Linked DNA regions of Oryzias latipes: all the other regions are linked to region 2. A link is a contact called in public Hi-C data. All regions are on one chromosome and are shown on one strand. Each heading gives the region's core, a stretch centred on a gene start, on an enhancer-like site or on the middle of the called end of the contact. The rest is flanking DNA. Distances are from core to core; before and after follow the strand shown.

Region 1 (4,241 bases), core at 147-2,646, 130 kb before region 2:
TCATTAATCCTTCAATCGTCCTTAAACTCCCATCATTACAGACAATCTTGCGCATATTATTCCTTCAGGATCCATCGCTAAGGTCCATCTGTTTGTCTCCAGCTGCGTACACAATGCTCGACGCCACTGAAGCCATGTGGACGCAGGAGCTGATGATAAACGACCAGTTTTCTCTGTGACTTCAAAGGAAGCAGCAAACCTGCAGCAAAGAAGTGACATCTTTATAAACCCCTCATGCAGAAGGAGGAGTTAAAAATGAATCAGCGAGCAGGAAAACACATGACTTTCATTAACGGCACAGTATTTACAGAGTGAGGGCAAAGGTGAGAGTTTAGTGGGATCCGAGGTGATTTTTGTCTTCAATCAGAGAAAAGTAACATATTAAAGAAGGGAAATAAGAAACAGAATGAGCATTTTGGGGGTTATCTGCTGAGCAGAGGAAGCGTCGCAGAAAAAAAACCTGAGCATTCCTCTGTTATTCATTAAAGTTTGCTGAGCTAAAGAAGAGGAGCTCAGCAGGAAGGTGATGAATGCCGCCTGTCCGCCAGATAAGATGAGACAAATTCCTCACATGGGGACAAAACTGAGATCGATGCCTGGCCTCTCACTGCTGCTGCGCCTGCAAGGTCACTGCATTTAAATAAAGCACAGTTCCTTCATCACTGCATCATGCAGAATAAGACGTATGTTCCTGCAGATTTCAGTGGCTCTCTCTCTGCAGGCGCAGTGGTTCCGAGCAGCCTGTTGACAGACTATAGGAGTTCTGCTGAGGGTTCTGCTGTGATGAGTTCAGAGAAAACTGCTGCTTTAAGTCACATCATCCCTAACAGTAATTTCCGTTCCTTCTTCAAACAAATAAAGTACAATTTTGTTTTTGTATTTTCTGTCAGAAATGACTTTCAGAAGTCTCACCTCCAAAAGTGTCGCCGCCTGACGCGCGCCCGCTGCGCTCTGCTGCGCTCAGAGGGCGCGCCGAGTCCGCATCCCGCGCGCAGCCAAGCGGCCGCGCCGTGCGCGCATGTTCCTGATCCGGCCGGAGCAGGTGTGGACAGAGCTCAGGTCAGCGACGGTCCGCCCCGCATCCTCCTCCAGCCCTCTGTGACTCCGCGGCCGGCCGAAGCCGCCGCCGAACTCCGTCCGCTGCCTTCAGGAGTGAAGGACTCACGGGAACGCGCGCAAGGTGGCAGAATCGCATTCCGGTCCCACCGCCGCTCCGCCGGCAGCTGCGCTGCGTGTCAGGTCCATGTTCCTGAAAAACTGTTCCAAACCCTTCCACCCCCTGCATCTGTGCGCGCGTGCTCACTCCCTCCCTCTCTCTCTCTTTTACTGCCCTCCTCTTCCTCACCGCGCGTGCTCATTTAACATTTCAGCGTCACTTCAGATTTAGAAAAGAAATACAACACAGTAAAAATGATTCTGTGAATCTTCTGGCAAAATCTTCTTTTTAAGGATGACAAAGACTTTTTTTCTTTAATGTAAAATAATAATAATATAATAAAAAAATTATAATCAATAATAAATAATATTAGCAGTAAACAATGCTAAATTAATAAATCCGTAGATTAGAAAAGGCTCTAGTTATCTCTGCCTTCTTTCTGTAACTGTGTTAATTGTGCAGGTGACTATCGTAGTCAACCAAATAAAAACTTTTCTATGTTAATTTTTACGTGACCTAAAATATCTCTTGTGAAGAACCCCCCCCCCCCCACACACACACACACACACACACACAAAATCTCTGCACTTAAATCTAAAAGAAAATAATGGAAAAAGGTTATTTCTTTGTCAAAAGTGACCTGTGAGTCCAATGTGACCTGACCTGCTTTCAGACTCGCATAGTCTTTCAAAATAACTCTACAGTAAATGGGCGGCGGAGAATGATGATAACTGTCAGATCTTTATCTAGTTTGGTTTCACATAGAGGTTCTCAGAAGCCAATCAAAGGCTGAAGCGGACCAAATAGCTTTGAAATGGAGAAGCAGAGTTCTGATGTCAACATCATGGAGTCTGAGATCACATGAAGAGACAAGAGGATGAGAGAAAGTCAACAGAAGATCCACTGAAGATAGATGGATAGATAGATGGATAGATAGATAGAAAGAAAATGACTTGATTATGGTTTTTGATCTGAAGATAAAGTTATAAAAGGAGTAAGTTTATAGTTTAGGATTAAAACAATTCCCTAATATGCAAAAGTACAGGTTATCCACCCATTGTTGTGACTTATTTACAGTTTAAACAACAATGTAAGGAAACACTTCCATGATTTCAGTTGAATTGGTTCAGTGAAATGAATCGTAAAAAAAAATTCAATTTTCAATTCAATTCAATTTTATTTGTATAGCCCAAAATCACAACAACAGTCGTCTCGATGGGCTTCGAAGTAAAACATGAACTCAAAAGGATCACGAATACAAAGAGTTCAATAGGAAAATACTAAAATGAACTAACAAACAGACTAAGCTATACTGGCATCCCTGCCCTTAGACCCCCCTTCGCGGTAAGGAAAAACTCCCAAAAAAAACGGATTCCGGAAAAAACGAAGAAACCTCAGGGGTGCCCACATGAAGGAGGGATCCTCCCCCAGGACGGACAGGCGATTTACCAGAAATCTTAGAGAAGAATTAACTTATCTAAATCTACAACTACATATATAAAGTCCAGCAGACGAGCTTCATCCAGCCGTGGTTGTGGGGACAGTCAAAGGCGCGAGTCGAGCCGGAGACAGGAACCACAGCCAGGTGTAGGAGCAGGAGCAGAGGCGAGGTACTCGGTCAGGTACAGAGCAGAGACGAGCAGAGACGAGCCAGAGGCAGGATCCACAGCCAGGTGTAGGAGCAGGAGCAAAGGCGAGGTAAACGGTCAGGAACTGGAGCACGGATGAACCAACTGGAATCTGGAAGCACTCCCACTCCCCAGGAGGGGAGAGGAAAAGAGGGACAATACATGAATCGCACTGTACCAAACAGAGGCATGGAGAACTAAATGATAAATTATGATCAAGAATAGAGGAGAGGAAGCGTAGAAGTAAAAAAAGGAAAGAGGACAGAACCCCAGTGTACCATAGTTACCCCAGCTTCAACTTCTAGCAGCCTTTTAAAAGAAATAGTTATTATTAAGTTTAATTTAAACAAATTAACATTAAGTTAAATAATCTCTGAATACTAACTAGTCTGACAATAAGCCTGTCCACAGAGGAATGTTTTAAGTCTAACTTTGAATGTAGAAACTGAGTCGGCCTCTCTTACATGAGCTGGAAGTTTATTCCATAAGACAGGGGCTTGGTGGCTAAACGCTCTACCTCCAATCGTACTTTTACTAATTCTAGGAACCACAAGCAGTCCTGCATTTTGCGAGCGAAGTGTTCTCATTGGATGGTAAGGGACTATGAGGTCCTTAATATAGGACGGGGCCATTCCATGTAAGGCCTTATAGGTTAACAGGAGGATCTTGAACTTGATTCTGGAATCAACTGGGAGCCAATGGAGCGAAACTAACACAGGAGTGATGTGATCTCTTCTGCTGGTTCCAGCTAACAATCTAGCTGCTACGTTCTGAACAAGCTGGAGACTTCTTAAGGAACTCTTAGGACACGCTGCTAACAAGGAGTTACAGTAATCCAGCCTCGACGTAACAAATGCATGGATGAGTTTTTCAGCATCACTCTTAGAAAGTATATTTCTGATCTTAGCAATATTCCGCAGGTGAAAAAAGGCAGTTCTGCACGCCTGAGATATGTGAGCCTTAAATGATAAATCCTGGTCAAGTAAAACCCCAAGGTTTCTAACTGTGGAATTGGGGGCTATACTTATGCCATCCAGGGAGACTATCTGAGCAGACAGAGCATCTCTGAGGTTTTTAGGACCAAGTATAATGACCTCAGTTTTTTCTGGGTTCAAGAGGAGGTAATTAATTGTCATCCAGGTCTTGATGTCACTGATGCAGGCGTTCAGTTTCTCTATCTGGTCATTCTGGTCAGGCTTCATGGATAAATACAACTGCGTATCGTCGGCATAACAATGAAAATTAATGCTGTGTTTCCTGATTATGTTTCCTAGGGGTAGCATATAAAGCGTAAACAGGATTGGTCCCAAGACTGAGCCCTGTGGGACTCCATAGTTGACTCGAGTGCACTGAGAGGAATGGCCATTTACATTAACGAACTGATACCTATCGGACAGATAGGATTTAAACCACTGGAGAGCAGATCCTCTGATCCCTATGTCCTGCTCTAATCTATG
Region 2 (4,009 bases), core at 72-2,571:
TGCATGATTATCTACCTATAAATATCTAACACAGTGTATAGATTACAACAGAGTCCAAAAAAGGAAACTTGTTTTTATTGAAAAAAAGACAAAAATGCAAATGATAAAAAAAAACTACTAAAAATGTATTCATATCAATTACAGTTAAAGATGTTAAAATGATTAGGGAATTTCCAAAAGAAAAATAAAATAAAATCTATGGTCTGGAAATCCTCAAACACAGTATGTGCTGCTTGCTGTTCACTGAAAATGACAAGTCATCTACCAAGCTGTATTCAGACAGTTTATAAATCTGATGTAATCCATATGATATTTTTCATTAAGTCCTAATATAACTGAAAGCAGCTGTTCTCCACGGTCAAGTAATCACAGAGAGGTTCTCAAAATATTTCCACAGGGTTCTGTCGAGTCCTGAAGAGAGCAGCCCTTAAAGCCCTCAACACACACTTTCCTGAGATCCAGGCAGATTCATTCATCATCTGTGATGAAAAGCAGGGGCCAGTTCTGAAGGTCCCACAGATGATCCACTCGCTCTGATGAGCAGCTCAAAATAGCAGAGAAAACATGTTCATCCCCGAGGTCAGAGCGGTGGAGAGCAGACGGGTGGAAGCTGAGAGCCTGTTGTTTCCACAGTTTATTGTTCTCAGAGTGGTTTGTTAAATACTCCTGACCCGGAGCGTATTTACATTTGAAACTAAACTTTAGCTTAACAAATATCTATAGAGTCGTGTGTAAATCAAATCGGTGTCACAGCTGTGTTTGAGAAAGAATGAACTACACCTAATTTAAGTTAATCAATAAGCAAATCACTTCAACCGGCAGTCACGATTACATTCATGGGATTATGGGATGGAAAAACAATTTTCTCAAATTGATATACCATTGTTACTTTGGAAAAGATTATTGTGACACTTGTAAACAACAGTAAATGTAACTTGTAATTGGTAACAAGTACAGTTTAAAAATTGAGCCAACGGGAGGCCGCCTTCTCCAGAAGCAGTCAGAAGGGGGCGTTGCTTCCCCTCCGGTGTTATTTTGGACAGGAAATCAAAGCAACTTGTGGGAAAAAAAAGGCTTAATTTCTTTTTAATTAGGTTCTATTTTTGGCTTCACACATGTATAGTGTCACTTCAAACATGTTGATCATCTACATTTATTTGTTGTCCCTGTCGTCTCTTTCTGTGTCCTGAGGTTTAATCTTTTCTGACCCTTCACTGCAGAAAGTGTCTGATTTGTTAGAAAAAAGCTGTGGAACTTTGCTCATTTCTCTGTGGGAAGACCAGAGGAATGCAACTGCTGAGCTGTGATCTGCAGAACTCTTCCCCAACAGGAAGTAGATTGTTTGCAGACTCTTGCCCCGCCCCCTGGTTTTTCTAGGAAGTATTATTGTGAAACACTCAGTCAGACCCGCTCAGCTGCAGAGGCGACAGGAGGTGAGTGGAGCAGAAAACTTTCCCTTCTGTGCTTTACTTGTTGCTGTGCTCTGTAATGTAGGTTGATCTTTTTTGTTTTGTTTTTAACTATGACTGTTCTAGCTGCTGACCTGGTTTTAGCACACATACTAGTGCTACATTCAGTGCAATCATGTGATTGTGTAGCATCATGGTTTTTCCTCTTCTGCTGACTGAGAGGAGCAACTTTGTCTCAGCAGTTAAACCTCCGATCAGCAAAGATGACCGAGCTGCTGAAAGATCAGGTGTTCATGGCCTTCACCACCCATGCGGCCATCGTCACTCTCAAGTTGCTGTTGATGGGGCCTCTGACTGGATACTTTCGCATCACCAGAGGGGTGAGACACCCCCACACTCATAACTGTTGACTGTTTTCATCTGTGTATAAGCAGGTTACTGTTTTGACCCAGACAGAAACTTGCCTCTCACTAGGAATGCCTAAGCTCAGCCACATACCTGCCAGTCCGAGATCAAGTCTGAATTGTTTTGTTCTCAATTATTCCAAATATTTTCAACTTTCTTCAGTTTTCTACAGTGGCCCTGGAGTGCAAATCACAGCAACAAATCACTTGATGCAAAACCATTTTGAAGATCACAACAATTAAAAAATGCAGAATAAATATTCAGGAAAAACTGCATTACATTTTAGAAAACCAAACAAAATTCCAGAAACCAAAATTTGAAAATGAAAAACAAAAGTTATTTACAGAAATCAAAATGAAATGTTAGAAAATGATACACAATGAGACAGGGAAAATGTGGGTACTGTAGGACATCGCCGACTGGATGACGACTTTTGTCCACCACTTTAACCCAAAGTTATTTGACAAAATGAGCGATGTCCCAAGATATTTACTTTTTTAACGTTTGTTTTGTTTAGTTTTCTGTAAATCACTGAGCCTGTGTCCTGACATGGACACAGGCATGGATAAAAAAATCTCGTTCCCACAAATTAATTTTCAGTTCCCTCGAAACAATGAATTTGTAACGGCAGAAATCGGCTTTTGCGGCAGGACGGAGACCGTACCGGGATGTGAATGAACGCAGATAATGAGACATGATTACCGATGATTTTGTAGAGCCTTTTTAAAATAAATAAATCTCATCTCTAAACTTCCTCAGTGTCTCAGACACACACAATGTGAAGGTATCTGCTGTAAACCCAAGTATCGCTAATATCCGTGTTTATGAATGACTAATCTCGTGAATAATTATTTCGTTCGCACAAATTGATGATTTTATCCACGTCAGGACACGGTGACTGATCATTTTTAAAAACTGGGGGACTGTGGTTGTTCGTAATCCTGGCTGTAAATGGAGTTTGATATTATCAAGATGACTTTGTTTGTCGGTTATCTTATGTATTTATTGTTAGTCCATCTGGATGAACTGTGACAAACATCCTTGAGAAGCTGCTGTCATAAAAAACGAATCCAGCTGTAGATTAAGCTTTCAACTATTAAAACATAAAAGTTGATGTTTTAGTATTTTTTTTAAGGTACTGCATTGATGAGAGTGGCCTTTAGATAATAGGAATGACTTTAAAATGTTCTTTTTCTCGGAAAAGAGTTGGAGCAACAGGAAGTGATTCAACATCCAGCGTTAGGAGAAATCCTTTTAAAATTGCAGAAAAGGGTTCAAATGCAGAGATGTCTGCGTTCACCTGCTGCTTTTGGGCACATGACCTTCATGTCTGACTGTTTTCTCTCCACCTTTTTAGTCTTTTGTCAACCCTGAAGATGCACCTGGGAAAACGGTGGAGGAAAAAAAGAAGACGTTGAAACCCAACGAAGACGTCGAGAGAGTTCGAAGGTGAGATGGCTCCTCGCCTCTGTTATGCAATCGTTTAAAAAATGTATAGAAATAAAATTCTAGTTGCGAGCGGCTACCTGCCCCAGCCCTCGCTGTCGCCCTTGGGTTTCCCTGGCAACAGAGGTTTTTTGTTAACGCCGCCCACATTCCGGATATGTTCATATCATACACCATATAATTTTGTTCAGCTCGAGCCAGCAATTCATATATGAAATATTTATAATATTTCAGTGAAAAACATGCAAACAACACGAGAATGCCACATTTGCAAGCTCGCCACGCTGACGCCACAGCTGCCATGGGGCAGACGGACAGAGGCGTGGCTGCCAGTAAGCGCCTACGACCCCTCTGACCATCACCAGTACATTCACACACCAGTGGAACCACACTGGAGGCAGGGACGGTGAAGTGTCTTTCCCAAGGACACAACGACAGCTAGCTAGGGGGAGCGGGGATCAAACCCCCCATTGCTTAACCACCAGAGCCACAGCTGCCCATTTAGGGTGGAGGGTTATTCTCTATGCCAGAAATTCATCTTCACCAGATACTAGGTGTGTGCAAATTTTGGTAAGTGTTTCAGTTAGTGGCGGGGGCAATGTTTTCACTAAATTGCTAAATCAATCTGGTTCTTTAGTCCAGAACCGATGCGGGTCAGAATAATGAAGGTTCACTGTTGGGCTGTTTGTTAACGGATCATACTTCTGCCAATCAGAAGCTTCCTGTTCAAAATCCATATTAGCAAAGTC
Region 3 (3,811 bases), core at 16-2,515, 250 kb before region 2:
TATTGTGTTTGCTCATTTTCATGTCTGATAAATCTGAAATCCCGAAGCAGTGAGGCAAACAGATGTCAGTTTTATTATTTTTATTTTTTATTTAGGAAGAAATCATCCATGCACAAAAATAAACCCATCTGTCATCAACTCCTGCTATGTCCAGATCAGAGTTAAGGGGAGCTTTTCCCAACTGACACTGGGCGACGGCCAATTATTAAATTCCTTCATTGAGGCATCATCGCATGAAGAACTATTGCTCCTAAGGCAACAAGCAAAATAAAGTCAACAGGGCAGAATCAGATAAAGCACCTTAACTAAACTGAAAGAAAGACAATTTAATTAAGCTAATTCATCTGATTTATATGTTGTTTTTCAGAGCTTCTCAAATATTAGATTCCATTCATTTGATATTCATAGCTATAGTTTGTGGATTAATACCAATAAACTAAATGCATCTATTATTTAGATATTACTCTAGAAAGAGCAAATCCTACGCAAAAAAAAAGAATAAAAAGAATATAAAAAAAACATATTCAAACAACAGAAAGCTGCTGAATCCATCCAATCAAGTTATACAATGTTTTCTACACAAACATTTTTGTGTTTTTGCATATATTTTTGTCATTTCATCAAGCTTACCTTGAGGCTGTGGTGGCGGTGGTGCGTACATGTTGAGAGCTCCGATGTTCCTGCACACGACTGGATTGATCTGCGTTTTCTGATTTCCTTGTGTGCAAGTCCCTTTTTCAAAAAAATCCAAACAAGGAAGCACTAGTAGGAAAATAGATTTTGGTGTGACGTTAAGATAAGGCTAAAAGCATTCTTTTGTCTGCTTGTTGGAGTAGTTGCGCTGACATATGAGATGGAGTCTTTGTGACTGAGCTCTGCAGCGTTTGGAGGTGGAGGAACCTCTTCCAGCAAGTGGTCAGACCAGACTGGGGACATGCCTGTCATGTTTGGAGCATGGGTCGGAAAAAGGGCAGGTTCTTCTAGCAAAAGCACAATAGCAGATTTGACAGCTTAAATAAGCTTTGGAAGCAGCAGTGTCCTCTAAAGTCCACGAATGACGTGAACTTTCCTTCCACTGCGTCTCACTCTGCCATCTGAAGGGGTTCAGGCGTTCCAGACCGTCACTTACCTGATATTATACAGCAACATTTGCAATCGGAACCTTCGCTTTAATAACACAAACTGATTAACTATGCAAAAATTTTTTTAGGAAAGAATCTATATCTTATCAGGAGAGATGATCATTTATCAAATAAGGATGTACAAACTTAAAAAAACAGTGTTATCTCAGCTATTACTCAGATTTCTTTTTGCTTTTCTGTTATAGTTTTTGAACCCAAGATTTAAAAGTATTGCAAGGGAAGCATTTTATTTATATATATTTTTATTTTTGTTGTGATAAACTCATTTGAGGTTCTGATGAATTTTATTTTTAAAATTTTTGTTTGTCTTTGCCGGGAATGTTCAGCTCCGCTAAGATGAGTCACAAACAGTAAAAATTCATGCAAACAGACTCGTTAGACTTGTTTACTGATCTTTTTATGTTTGGTTAGATGGATAAACCTCCAAACACACACCCACACACCCACACACACACATACACATTCCTTGTCACATCTGGTCACATAAACATATTTCTGTCAGTTGCTTTAACCATCTTGTTTTGTGCAATTGTTCACAAAGACCTTTTTGTATTCGAGTTCTGTGACTTAGTTCTGAAAAATATTTCTAACTTCTTTGCAAGTCTGGTTGTTGTGTAACCGCAAAGCTGAAATCCGAACATTGCGTTTTAGTTTAGTGGTAAAACAACTGTTTTTTTCTGCCTCAAACATGTAGACCTAAAGATTTTTAGAAAGAGACAGAACACTAGCTAAAACATCTGAAGAGACAATTGTATACCTAGAGGGACACCAGGGCAGCCTCAACTTTAAATCTTCAGTTCAACTTTAAATATGAAAATGTCTCATGCACTGAAGTTGGGAGTCGTTTCCAAAATGAGAAGCAAAGCAACTCGTCCAGGATCTACCCCCACTTTGTGCAACAATAGCTGGGATCGGCTCCAGCAACCCCTGGAGCCCGAAAGAGATTCAGCGGGTTAAGAAGATGGATGACTGGATGACATGGATGTTGGACATACAGTAGCAGTTATTAATTGATTGTCAGAAGCCATACAAAACAAGTATCCAGAACCTAAAGTTGCAGAAACACACACACCCTAACCCCTAAAGAAATGAAAGTAGAGAATTGTTCGAACATTTAGAAGTGCAGAAAAATCTTCCGGTCATGTGGAAATATTTCTCCTTTCTGGAAAATTATGGTCAAAACCTTTCGGGATATCCTAGTATGTGAGATAGTCATGGACCCACAGATATTTTTCTTTGGCCTATCGATGGACGTCATTCGACCAGAAGACAAATACCTGTTCAAGGTGATGATACTAGCCTGTAAAAAGGCAATAACAAGAAACTGATTGAGAAGTGAAACGCCAACACTGCAGCAATGGAGAGACATTATGGAGGAAATTTTCTCCATGGAGAAGATAACATATTACTTAAGGCTAGAGGCACAAAACCTCGAAGATCGATGGAAGAAATGGACACAATACTCAGCTCCCTCGGTCCGGTCTTGAAACAATGTTTTAGTTGCTCCCTGCTACTTACGTCTGCTTTTGCTTTCCTTCTCTTTCTTTTTGTTTCCTTTGCTTTTGTTCTTACAGGAAAAGCTGTATTCTGTGTTAATAAAAATATCTAAAAAATAAAGTAAAAAAAAAAAAAAGAAGTGCAGTAAAATCGTAGAGCAGAATCTTGGTTTGTGAATGGTGCAGTACCTCCATGTGGCCACTTGATGTCAGTGTTGCATAAAGATTCATCTTGTGTCGCTTATAGTCTGAAATAAACATGAAAAAAGTTTTATTTCAGTTTTCCTGAGAGAATGAGAAAGAATAAGTAGAAAACTTGAATTTTTACATTTAAAGCTGGATAACAACTTTAACATCAATTCTAGAATGTTTAGATTGACTTCCACTTGTTCCCTATATTCATGTGCACGACTGCCATACATCTATAGATTTACTGAAAAGTTTATATCACACAGGAAGCAAAGAATGAAGGACGAGAAAACTGATGGAAAATTGTGAATTATTTCAGTAAAGTATAGACTATCTTTACTGCAAGTACAAAGTTAAGCTCTATGTCCTCTTTAGTGTTGCTTTTTGAACTTGTGCTGTGCTACATCTCCTTCACTTCAGGTAAATCAAAATTTCCTCCTTAAAATGTTTGTTGGCCTTTGGCTGCTCCCTTAGGGCGTCTCAACAGCAAATCCTCTCCATCTGACCTGGAACAGGTGCATCCCAGACTCAATCAGATGCACCTGCATTGCCTGCCATTGCATCCTGAAATACAGTGAACAATATACGACAAAATCTGTCATAACAAGGACTCTGCTTCAATATTTCTCACACCTGACTGAGACTGGGGTGGACAGGTGTGCTAACATGGCCGAGCAAGCGATCTTAGAAAACAAGCAGCAATACAGCCTTATATCCCCACCTTTTTTGGCAGTTCTAACCTCATCAACCTCTAAAAATATTTCTAACTTTTTTCTAAAGCACTCTGGAAAGTCCTGCAATACTTTACTCATTTCATCAGAGTCTTTTATCATTTTATTTCCAGTGGATACAATGTTTTTGTGGAACCTGAGTTATCAACAGCTGTAAAAAACAAAATTAGGGCTCTCAGATTTAATCCCTGAGGAACTCCACATTCAAAACCACAAACTGATCAATGACTGACCATCCGGTTTAGACACATGC

What was found. A called contact is a pair of places that touch in the nucleus more often than the background predicts.
Region 1: a Hi-C map of embryo shows a contact between it and region 2, with 1.8 times the contacts expected there. The contact joins the promoter of LOC101171210 here to the promoter of mgst1 in region 2.
Region 3: a contact with region 2 is called in a Hi-C map of embryo, with 2.4 times the contacts expected there. The contact joins the promoter of LOC101170968 here to the promoter of mgst1 in region 2. A contact is called at or near these places in 5 of 5 Hi-C or Micro-C datasets (embryo, fibroblasts and gastrula embryo).

What each region holds. Positions count from the first base shown.
Region 1 is chr22:4,067,741-4,071,981 of ASM223467v1, forward strand. LOC101171210 (leucine-rich repeat transmembrane protein FLRT2) reads right to left here and starts at 1,397. Exons shown (of 2, transcript XM_023951900.1): 1 at 913-1,397; 2 at 1-199.
Region 2 is chr22:4,199,322-4,203,330 of ASM223467v1, forward strand. mgst1 (microsomal glutathione S-transferase 1) reads left to right here and starts at 1,322. Exons shown (of 4, transcript XM_011490148.3): 1 at 1,322-1,433; 2 at 1,649-1,789; 3 at 3,172-3,263. The coding sequence starts at 1,673.
Region 3 is chr22:3,953,822-3,957,632 of ASM223467v1, forward strand. LOC101170968 (GTPase IMAP family member 7-like) reads right to left here and starts at 1,266. Exons shown (of 2, transcript XM_020713711.2): 1 at 631-1,266. The coding sequence starts at 661.